Linked DNA regions of Hordeum vulgare: region 2 is linked to region 1. The links are chromatin contacts, called in public Hi-C maps. All regions are on one chromosome and are shown on one strand. The core of a region is the stretch at or near the end of the contact, and the rest is flanking DNA. Distances in the headings are between cores, read along the strand shown. Region 1 holds the start of LOC123404307 (phospholipase A1-Ibeta2, chloroplastic-like). Region 2 holds the start of LOC123403505 (probable RNA-binding protein EIF1AD).

The links. A called contact is a pair of places that touch in the nucleus more often than the background predicts.
Region 2: a contact with region 1 is called in a Hi-C map of seedling, with 2.6 times the contacts expected there. The contact joins the promoter of LOC123403505 here to the promoter of LOC123404307 in region 1. A contact is called at or near these places in 1 of 6 Hi-C or Micro-C datasets (seedling) and 1 of 1 datasets of contacts at active chromatin or transcription factors (embryo).

What each region holds. Positions count from the first base shown.
Region 1 is chr6H:406,972,877-406,977,211 of MorexV3_pseudomolecules_assembly, reverse strand. LOC123404307 (phospholipase A1-Ibeta2, chloroplastic-like) reads right to left here and starts at 2,342. Exons shown (of 1, transcript XM_045098234.1): 1 at 288-2,342. The coding sequence starts at 2,115. The coding sequence ends at 505.
Region 2 is chr6H:407,160,679-407,165,013 of MorexV3_pseudomolecules_assembly, reverse strand. It overlaps LOC123403505 (probable RNA-binding protein EIF1AD), which reads left to right and starts at 1,980. Exons shown (of 4, transcript XM_045097436.1): 1 at 1,980-2,361; 2 at 2,454-2,529; 3 at 2,636-2,762. The coding sequence starts at 2,245.

The DNA of each region.
Region 1 (4,335 bases), core at 1,093-3,592:
TTCCACTACGAGTGTTGCAATCAGTAACAAATGAATTATTAACCATTAGAACCAGTAGTATATAATAATCTTACAGGGATCAGAACCATTCATAAGATATTCAGAATTGTGATTAAGCTGATGAGTGATGTTGATAGTAAAAAGTCGACGTTAATGTTACATGGGTTGAAAAATTCTACCCTTTGTTGGAGGGAATGGAATCGGTCTCTGTTTTAGATGCACGGAGGAAACCGGTCTCTGTCCAAGGGAAAATGGAACGAGTAGTGCAAGTGGCGAACAAAACATTGTGGTCAAAACACTCAAGCTTTCGCCTGATCAATTATGTCATGCATACATACATGATTTTCCTGTACATGCATCGAAACGAAAACGAAGACGAAAACGAAAAGATGGAAATGAGATATTTTCCTGGAACCGACGCTTTCACCTGCCGACTAACGAAAGAATTGTTTGTTGGTTGGTTTCTACTAGTACAATGCAAAACTAATTTACTGCACGACTTGGTCATGAGGGGCTGGCGACGGCGCAGTTGCCATACGCCATGCTCCGGCCGACGTCCGCCGGCGCGGCGGGGTCGACGCCGAGCTCCCGGGCGCGGTTCACGTACTCCTTCTTCACGTTCCCCTTCTGCAGCTGCAGCAGCCGTATCACGCTGCGCCGCGCGTCGTACCGGAACGGGTGCCCCGTCGCCGTGAACCCGTCGATGAGGTGCAGGTACGCCTCCAGGTCGTGCCGGCTCGCCGGGCCCACGTCGGGGCGCAGGCACGGCGAGTTCTTGCTGTCGATGCGCAGCTCCGCGCCCACGTGCTGATACTGCTCCTTGCTCAGCGGCAGCCGCGGCGCCACCCCGGGCACCTTGGTCACCATGTCGCCGGCGTTGACGATGCGGAGGACGTTGACCTTGCCGCTCTGCTTCAGCTTTTCCACGAACGCGGCGTTGCCCACCTTGGGGCCGCCGAAGGAGACCACGGCGACCGGCGGGGCGTCGGGTACGGTGGTGGCGATCTCGTCGGCCACCAGGAGCGCCAGCGCGCCGCCGAGGCTGTGCCCGACGATCGTGATGCTCAGCTCCTCGCCCTTGTACTTCTCCATGAGGCGTCTCACCTCGTCCATGACGTCCTGCGAGAGGCTATTCACCTTTTCCCCGGCCGTCTTGTAGAGGCTCCGGAATCCGCGCGCCACCTTGGGGTCCTCCGGTCCGGCCTGCTTGCCCTCGCCGGTCTCGCCGTCGAGGGGCACGAGCGAGGCGCGCAGGTTCTCGGCCCACTCGAGGCAGGTGGCCGTCCCGCGCAGCACGATGGCGATGTCCCGGCGGCCCATGCGGGCGACCTCCCGCTCGGACTCGCACACGGCGACGTAGCCGATCCAGTTGGACTGCTGCGTGAGCCACTCGGGGGTGTTGGGGCGCTTGGCCCACGGCGGCATGGAGAGCGCGGAGGTGGCGAAGAGGCTGCGCGTGGGGCGGTAGGAGCGGTCCGGGAGCATGAGGCCACGGTGCCTCGCCGCGGCGGTGGGCAGCGAGTGGAAGGCCTGGTACGCCGCCTGCACGAAGTCGCCGTAGCGGAGGAGCTCGCGGCGGAGGTCGGAGTCGAGCGGGTCGAGGAGTCCGGCCCAGCCGCCCTCCCCGTGGAGGCTGCGCCACCGGGGGCCGATGGTGCTCCTCGGGGAGGCGCGCGGGGAGTCGGCCGAGAGGAGCTGCTGCATGTGCATGAGGCTGCGCGGCGACATGTGCTCGTCCGCGGCCATGCGCGCCCGCATCCCGGGCATGGGCACGAAGAAGGATAGGTTGAGCGCGTTGAGCAGGCCGTGCCTGATGTTGAGCGGTTCCTGCTCGCTCTCCTGCTCCTGCTTGCTGCTGGGCGGCCCCGCCTGGCTCGGCGTCCTCGGCGGCTTCCCGAGCACGCGGTCAAGGTTGGCGATGTGGGTCCTCACGCCTCCGTCCGCGGCGGGCGAGGCCCCGGACCCGGCGGCGCGCAGCGCCTGCGAGCCCGGGTTGAGCGGCGACTGCTCGCGCCGCCCCGCCGCGCGCTGCGTGGAGGCGTGGTGTGGCGGGTGGTGCACGGGCGCATGCACCGCCGCGGTGGCGGTTCCGGTGACGGCCGCGGCAATTGACATCGGCTGCTCCGTAAACAGCAGGTTAGGTTATGTATGATGTAGCAGGATCAACTACCCCTACTACTCCCGATCGCAAGCCTCCGATTCCGAGCTACGACTAGTAGTAAATAAGCGAGATGAGAGACACACCATGTCTGGCTCGAGCTATATAGCGGGGAGGGGGAAGGGTCCAGACTCAAGAGCCCCGCAGGTCAATTATTAATTGTTGAGCGGGGAGCGCAGCAAAGTGGTTGGTCACAAGTTGCCATGCGCTTTGACGTCGCGATACCATGGCCACCCCAGCGTGCGACAAGGTCGCCGGTGCGGGTGCGGTGCGCTGGCCCGCGCACAGAGACTCGGCTAGAGCCCACCGCGTGCCGAGCCGAGTGCCGGCGTGTGCGTGGGGAATAGTCTATCTAATTCTACTCCGTAGTACGCCTCTCTGCATCTGCATGCGTGGCCAGCTTGCCAGCCTCCCCGAGATGCGGTGTCGATTGTACGTGTACGGAAGAGTAGTCTAATGGCGGTTAAGCGTGCGTAGTTAACCACGCGGTGCCCGGGGTTGGATTTTCGTGGATTGACCAAGACGAAGGAAGCACACCATGTCGACGTCCTCCCCAGTTGCCCGGTTCTTTTAGTATTTGTCGAGCCCTTCCCTTCCCTTCCCTCGCATGTGGTTTCCGGTCTTGGTCCAGCGGCTTCGGCTTCACACTGACACCGGTCGTCATGACCTCCTCCTCCCGGTTTGGATGCGTGCACTGTTGACCGCGGGTGCTATTAACTAGTCCGCAACAAAGCTCTGGTACGGGATTATAATGGTTTTGTTAATGAGTTAGTCAAACCTACCGTGTATATCGCTATTGTTTTCTCCGTATGGTGATCCGATCTCCTCTCTACTCCGGCGAGTGTTGATGGCGGGAGTCTTTCATGAGAAACGAGCAGGGTTCCACACCATAGCACGAGAGGCTTCGTTGACAGTCCATTTTTTTCTTGAGTAAGGACATTAACGAGTCCGCAACAACGCTCTAGTACGGGATTAGGGCATCTTCAATCAATGGCTGTAAAATAGTTGTTGGTAAACTTTGACACCTAGAATATACGATGATGTGATAATACATAAATAAAAAAAAGAAGTAAATTGTATGTAGATTAACCAACAGCTCTTGCACAAGTTACATGGTTACATAAAGAGCAATTGCATTTATTCCCTCTTCTCTTATTGGATAATTTAGATGAAACCATTGACGTAGTTGTATGATCCCTTGTTGGTTGATGACATGAACAATTTTACCAACAAGATTACATACAAACTATTGGAGATGCCCTTATAATGGTTTTGCTAATTTCTTAGTCAAACCTACCGTGTATGTTAGGAGCCCCTCCTACATGGGCCACACATGGGTCTTGTTCGTCCAGCAACCAACACGACTACAAGTAATTAAAGGAAGACGACGAGGATGGATTACTCAAGAAAAAAAAGACGACGAAGAGGGTATCCAATGGATCAACGAACCGACGACGGTGGCTATCTTCTTCCCCTTCATTTTCTCTTCTCTTATCTCTCCTCTTCTCTGTAATATCTTCAATTCATTTGTAACTCGGTTCCTATATCAGATTGTGAGTGTGTCAGAACTATAAAAGAGAGAAGATATATCTAGCACCTTACGTCTCGTATTGTTGACACACGAACATATCACGTGTACCCTCGACATTGCGGCTGATGCACCGTAACTCACGTCGAAGAAGACCCGACCGACACCGCGATAGGCAAGACAGTCGACGGATGCTTTTGAAAACCCGAAGCCCCACACGCCCGGGAGAGACCCTGTCAACGAGTGCGGCGGATATGGGCTGTCCTTGGTCGATTCACTCGCCCCTAGCCTTGGGATTCGCAGATCTCAAACTCGAGGAACAACGAAGAACGAGAGATCAAAACGATGGAGAGATAAACGTAGATGAAAATGTAGTATATTGATGTTTCGATTGTGTGTTGTTTCAATCAGCGATCACCTTCAATATATATACGAGGAAGTTGGACTTCCTGTACAAGCAAAGGATCCATCTAGGCTTTTCATAGAAGAAAATTACATCAAATCACGTACTAGACTCCTAGTTCTAGTCTAACTCGGTTTCAACCCCAAATTTGGCCCAAATTCTTGTCTTGGTCCTTGCGCGGCCCATAGAATCTTTTACACCCTCCGATTGAGACGATTTATATATCAAAATTTACCAGATCGACGA
Region 2 (4,335 bases), core at 731-3,230, 190 kb before region 1:
CAAAAGATATCAACACCTCTCCTCACTGTTATATCAACTACCTCTCGGAGCTTACCTGACACAGACTCTATGTTCTAGCTACCTAAACAGACACTTTAAGGCTCGGTTAGCTTCTTTACCCTTCGCACTCGTCGAGTAAAATAAACAAAAGAAAAATGAAAAAAGGACCAGAACCTTTTAGATGGTCCTCAAACGGAAAAAAATTAGCTAAGAACTTTTCAAAACCGAAAAATTAAAATGACAACAACAAATGAGACTCTTAGTTGCTCGCTCTCGTCGCTCGATTTGTGCAAATTGGCGATGGGTGTTTGCTAATTCACAAAGCTATCGGCACTAGCCTCATCGCCTCCGCTCATTCTACGCCTAGGGGCGGGCATGAAAACGATCATGAAATAAATCAAATTCTTTGTTAATTAATAGAAGGGGCTGACTAGGCAGCGACGCCGCACCATGGTGTTCCGATGCAGCGGCTGTTATAGGCCTGCACATGCATGGTAAAAAAATACAGACTGCATGTATGTACGTGCTTTGAGTAATATTTTCCACTAGTACTAGCTAAGTACTGATATGCTGCCACAGATTCTTTCTCTCATCACCATGCATGCTTGGAATGACATCATCAAGTTTTTTTTAATGTTTGAAATTCAAAAAGTTTTATCTTCAAAACCGTTACTTCGATTGATGATCTGTTTTCATCATTGACTTTGTCGTAGCGAGATCTTCGAAACTAGATCCCATGTTGATATGTTTCGACATTTTTTTTCGGTTCGTACTTGCCATATTTTTTCAATTCACTTGCCATATTATCAACCACGTACTTGTCTGACAAAAAAAGCTTAATTGCCACTTTATTTTATGTTGTTCCTGTACTAAGTTTGTTGGTGCTTATAATTCTAGTTGCCATAATGTTTTGATGTGCTTGTCATTTTTAATTCTGCCTAGTTGTCATGTTGTCTCATAAAACTTGTGAGTGGTTATATAATCTAGTTGCCCCAAATATTTTGTCGTGCTTGTCATTTTTATTCTACCTAGTTGTCATGTTGTCTCATAAAACTTGTCAGTGGTTATATAATCCAGTTGCCCCAAATTTTTTGTCGTGCTTGTCATTTTTATTCTACCTGGTTGTCATATTGTCTCACAATGCTTGTCAGTTATTATAAAAATTAATTGTCGTGGTGTTTTGTTGTACATACGAGTCTTAATTCTACCTAGTTATCATGTTGTCTCATGAAAAGCTTGCCGATTGTTCTAAAACGTAGTTGTTATGGTGTTTTGTTGTATTTGTCAATTTAATTCTACTAAGTTGTTTCATATAAGCTTGTCACTTGTTGTAAAATTTAATTGTCACATTATTTTATAGCCCTTGCCATTTAAATTCTACTCAGCAACCGGTTATTTTGTGTACTGTAGGAGATTGAAAATAAAAAAATATATTTTAAAACAAATGAGTACTACTAGTAGAGTAGCACGGCAACAGCTGCCTCTCTACGTCACTGCTCCCTCCTGACACCACCAATTCTATCCAGCAGTTTTGGTTTTAAAGATACATAGTACTACAACACTTTGTATAGCAAATGCTAGATGAAAAAAAAGCATTGTATCAGACTGCCAGCTACAGTCCCTATGTGAGAAAAGCACCTCACTGCATACCGTAGAAAAATGCAACAACAACTTACGTTCACGCATGCGCGCATTGTCTATGAAAGGAATCTCGTCCGAGCCGCCGCACGGGAGGGCGGCTGTGCATCCTACGCTACTTAGATTTTTCCTTAATAGAATTAGCATTTTGTTAATTCGGTTTGAAAGCCCGGTGAACCGAAAAACCGAAGTAGTCTTTTTTTAGAAGAAAAAACCGAAGTAGTCGTGTCATAAATAATGTTTAGGCCATTGATTTGCTAAAGGCCCATGATTCGATGGCCCACATGCTGGGCTGGGCTGGGCGTGTTATGTGCTGACGTGCTGCAGTCCTACCCTAGTTCCCGAGCACACCCGAGCGGACCAGAACCGCCGCCGCCGCCGTCACCACAAGAGAGACCGTCACCGGCACGCGCCCTTGCTCGCCGTTCCTAGCTGCCACCGCACGACCTTGCTCGCCGTCGCCGCCACCCGCCCTGGTCGGCAGCGCCGCCGCTACACCTCCTTCCCTCCGGGCTCCTGCCCGCAGCCAGCACCGCTGTGTTGAGTCCAGCACCTTGAAGAATTTCTACCGTCCGTTCAGGATCGCCCGTCTGCTGCGGAGCGGGCATGAAGGCCGGGAGGAAGAACCTGCGTCGCGCGTGCCAGGAGGGCACCGCCGTCACGCTCGCCGAGGGCGAGAGCATCATGCAGGTCGTCACGCTGCGCGGCTCCAACCTCATCGAGGTACGCGCTAGCTTCTCCCACCTCTCTTAAAATTGTTCCGTGCCGCCGCCGATTCCTCATTCCTGCTGCCGCCGTGCTGGTGCTGGTGCTAGGTCACGGACGGCGAGGGCGTCAAGTCTCTAGCCCTCTTCCCCGCCAAGTTCCAGAAGAGCTTCTGGATCAAGAACGGTGAGTAATTTAGTGATGGCATGGCTTCGGATGTCGTTGGTTAGTTTATAAAGCTCAACCAGCTTTTGGCACTAACACCTGATGATGGTCTACTCTGAATGTGCAGGGAATTTCGTGGTTGTGGATGCTAGTGGGAGGGATGAGGCTCTCGAATCTGGAAGCAAGATAGCCTGTGTCGTGTCGCGAGTCCTCTTTCACGACCAGGTTCGCGCTCTTGAGAAATCTGGCGAATGGTGAGTTGCTGAATTCTCTGCTGCTCCCTGATTATTTATTGCCAACTACTTGACAAAGTAAACATTACTCCTTGGAGATGTATGCCAATGCAAGTATGCAAATTGTAGGATAAGTTTGTACTGGAGACCAATGATCACTTGACCAGTAGGCCCAGGCCCTGCAGCTGCTTCCTTTTCACACGTTACAGCTACTGCCCCTTTCTGATTTGCTACATGCAGTCTCTATGTTCGTTGCTTTCATTCATCTGCTTTTCTAGTATAGTATGCAAGATTGCCAGTTCGCCACAAGTCATATGTATGTCTGTTTGACATAATTGCTCTGCAACTTTGGGCTAAAATTAACTTGCCTTGAGTCATGACATCAGCCACCACTGCAGTTGTTTGTGTGAAACAGACCGAATGATTTGCTTGATCTAGTAAAATTTAGCAGCAGTACTTCATACAAATACTATATTGAATAATTAGCACTTGTTTCTCCCTAAAAATAATAATTAGCACTGGCTGCGATGGTTTTGTGTTTCACATCCATTCTGACGAGTGACGAGTGTCCCAATATGTACAATAGTCTTGAGTATTGCACCACTTCTAAGCAACTGAAGACTTCCTTTTGTTGCAACAGAAGGTGTAACAATACACCCTCCTAGCAATATATCTTAATTTCTTGTGTTTATGATACATGTTATCCAAGTGGCAGTAAGCTTGTTGTGTGTTGTATACCCAAGATGTACAATAACTTTCAGTATTGCACCAGCCCCAATTCTAGGCAACTGAAGACTTCCTTTTGTTGCAATAGAATTAGTAAGAATACACCCTCCTGGCAATATGTCTAAATTTCTTGTGTTTATGATAGCTGTTATTCGTACTGTGGTTGCTTGTAATCTGATATATGAGCTACTTCCCAGTTTGTGGTAGTTGGTCTGGCTGTTTTAATAATACTACCTCTGTCCCATATTAATTGACGCTCAAATGTATGTATCTAGACGTATTTCAGTGCTAGATATATCAGTTTGAGCTAGGGAGTACTCCCTCCGTTCCTAAATGTAAGTCTTTCTAGAAATTTCACTAGTGGACTACATACGGATGTATATAGACATACTTTAGAGTATAGATTCAATCATTTTGCTTCGTATGTAGACCCTTAATGAAATCGCTTAAAAGACTTATATTTAGGAACGGAGGGAGTATAATGTATGCATATGATGGCTTGGAAACACCATAATTTGTCTAACTTTCCAATTTTCTCAAAGAATGGATCAAATTCACTTTCCATGTGATATGCTGGTAGGTGGTAGCCAGTGCTTCATTTCAACAGCCTAAATGATTTTTTTTAGGGCAAACAGCCTAAATGGTTTGATTCTGGTTTTGCCTGCTCTGAATCTCCGATGAACATGAAAATGATACCAAGCACTGCTACTATATGCAAATGTTGATGTGATATAAATTGATGGCGAAATGCTGATACTCCCTCCGATCCATATTGATTTAGTACCTACTCCCTCCGTAAAGAAATATAAGAGCGTTTTGATCGCTACTTTAGTGATCTAAACGCTCTTATGTTTCTTTACGGAGGGGG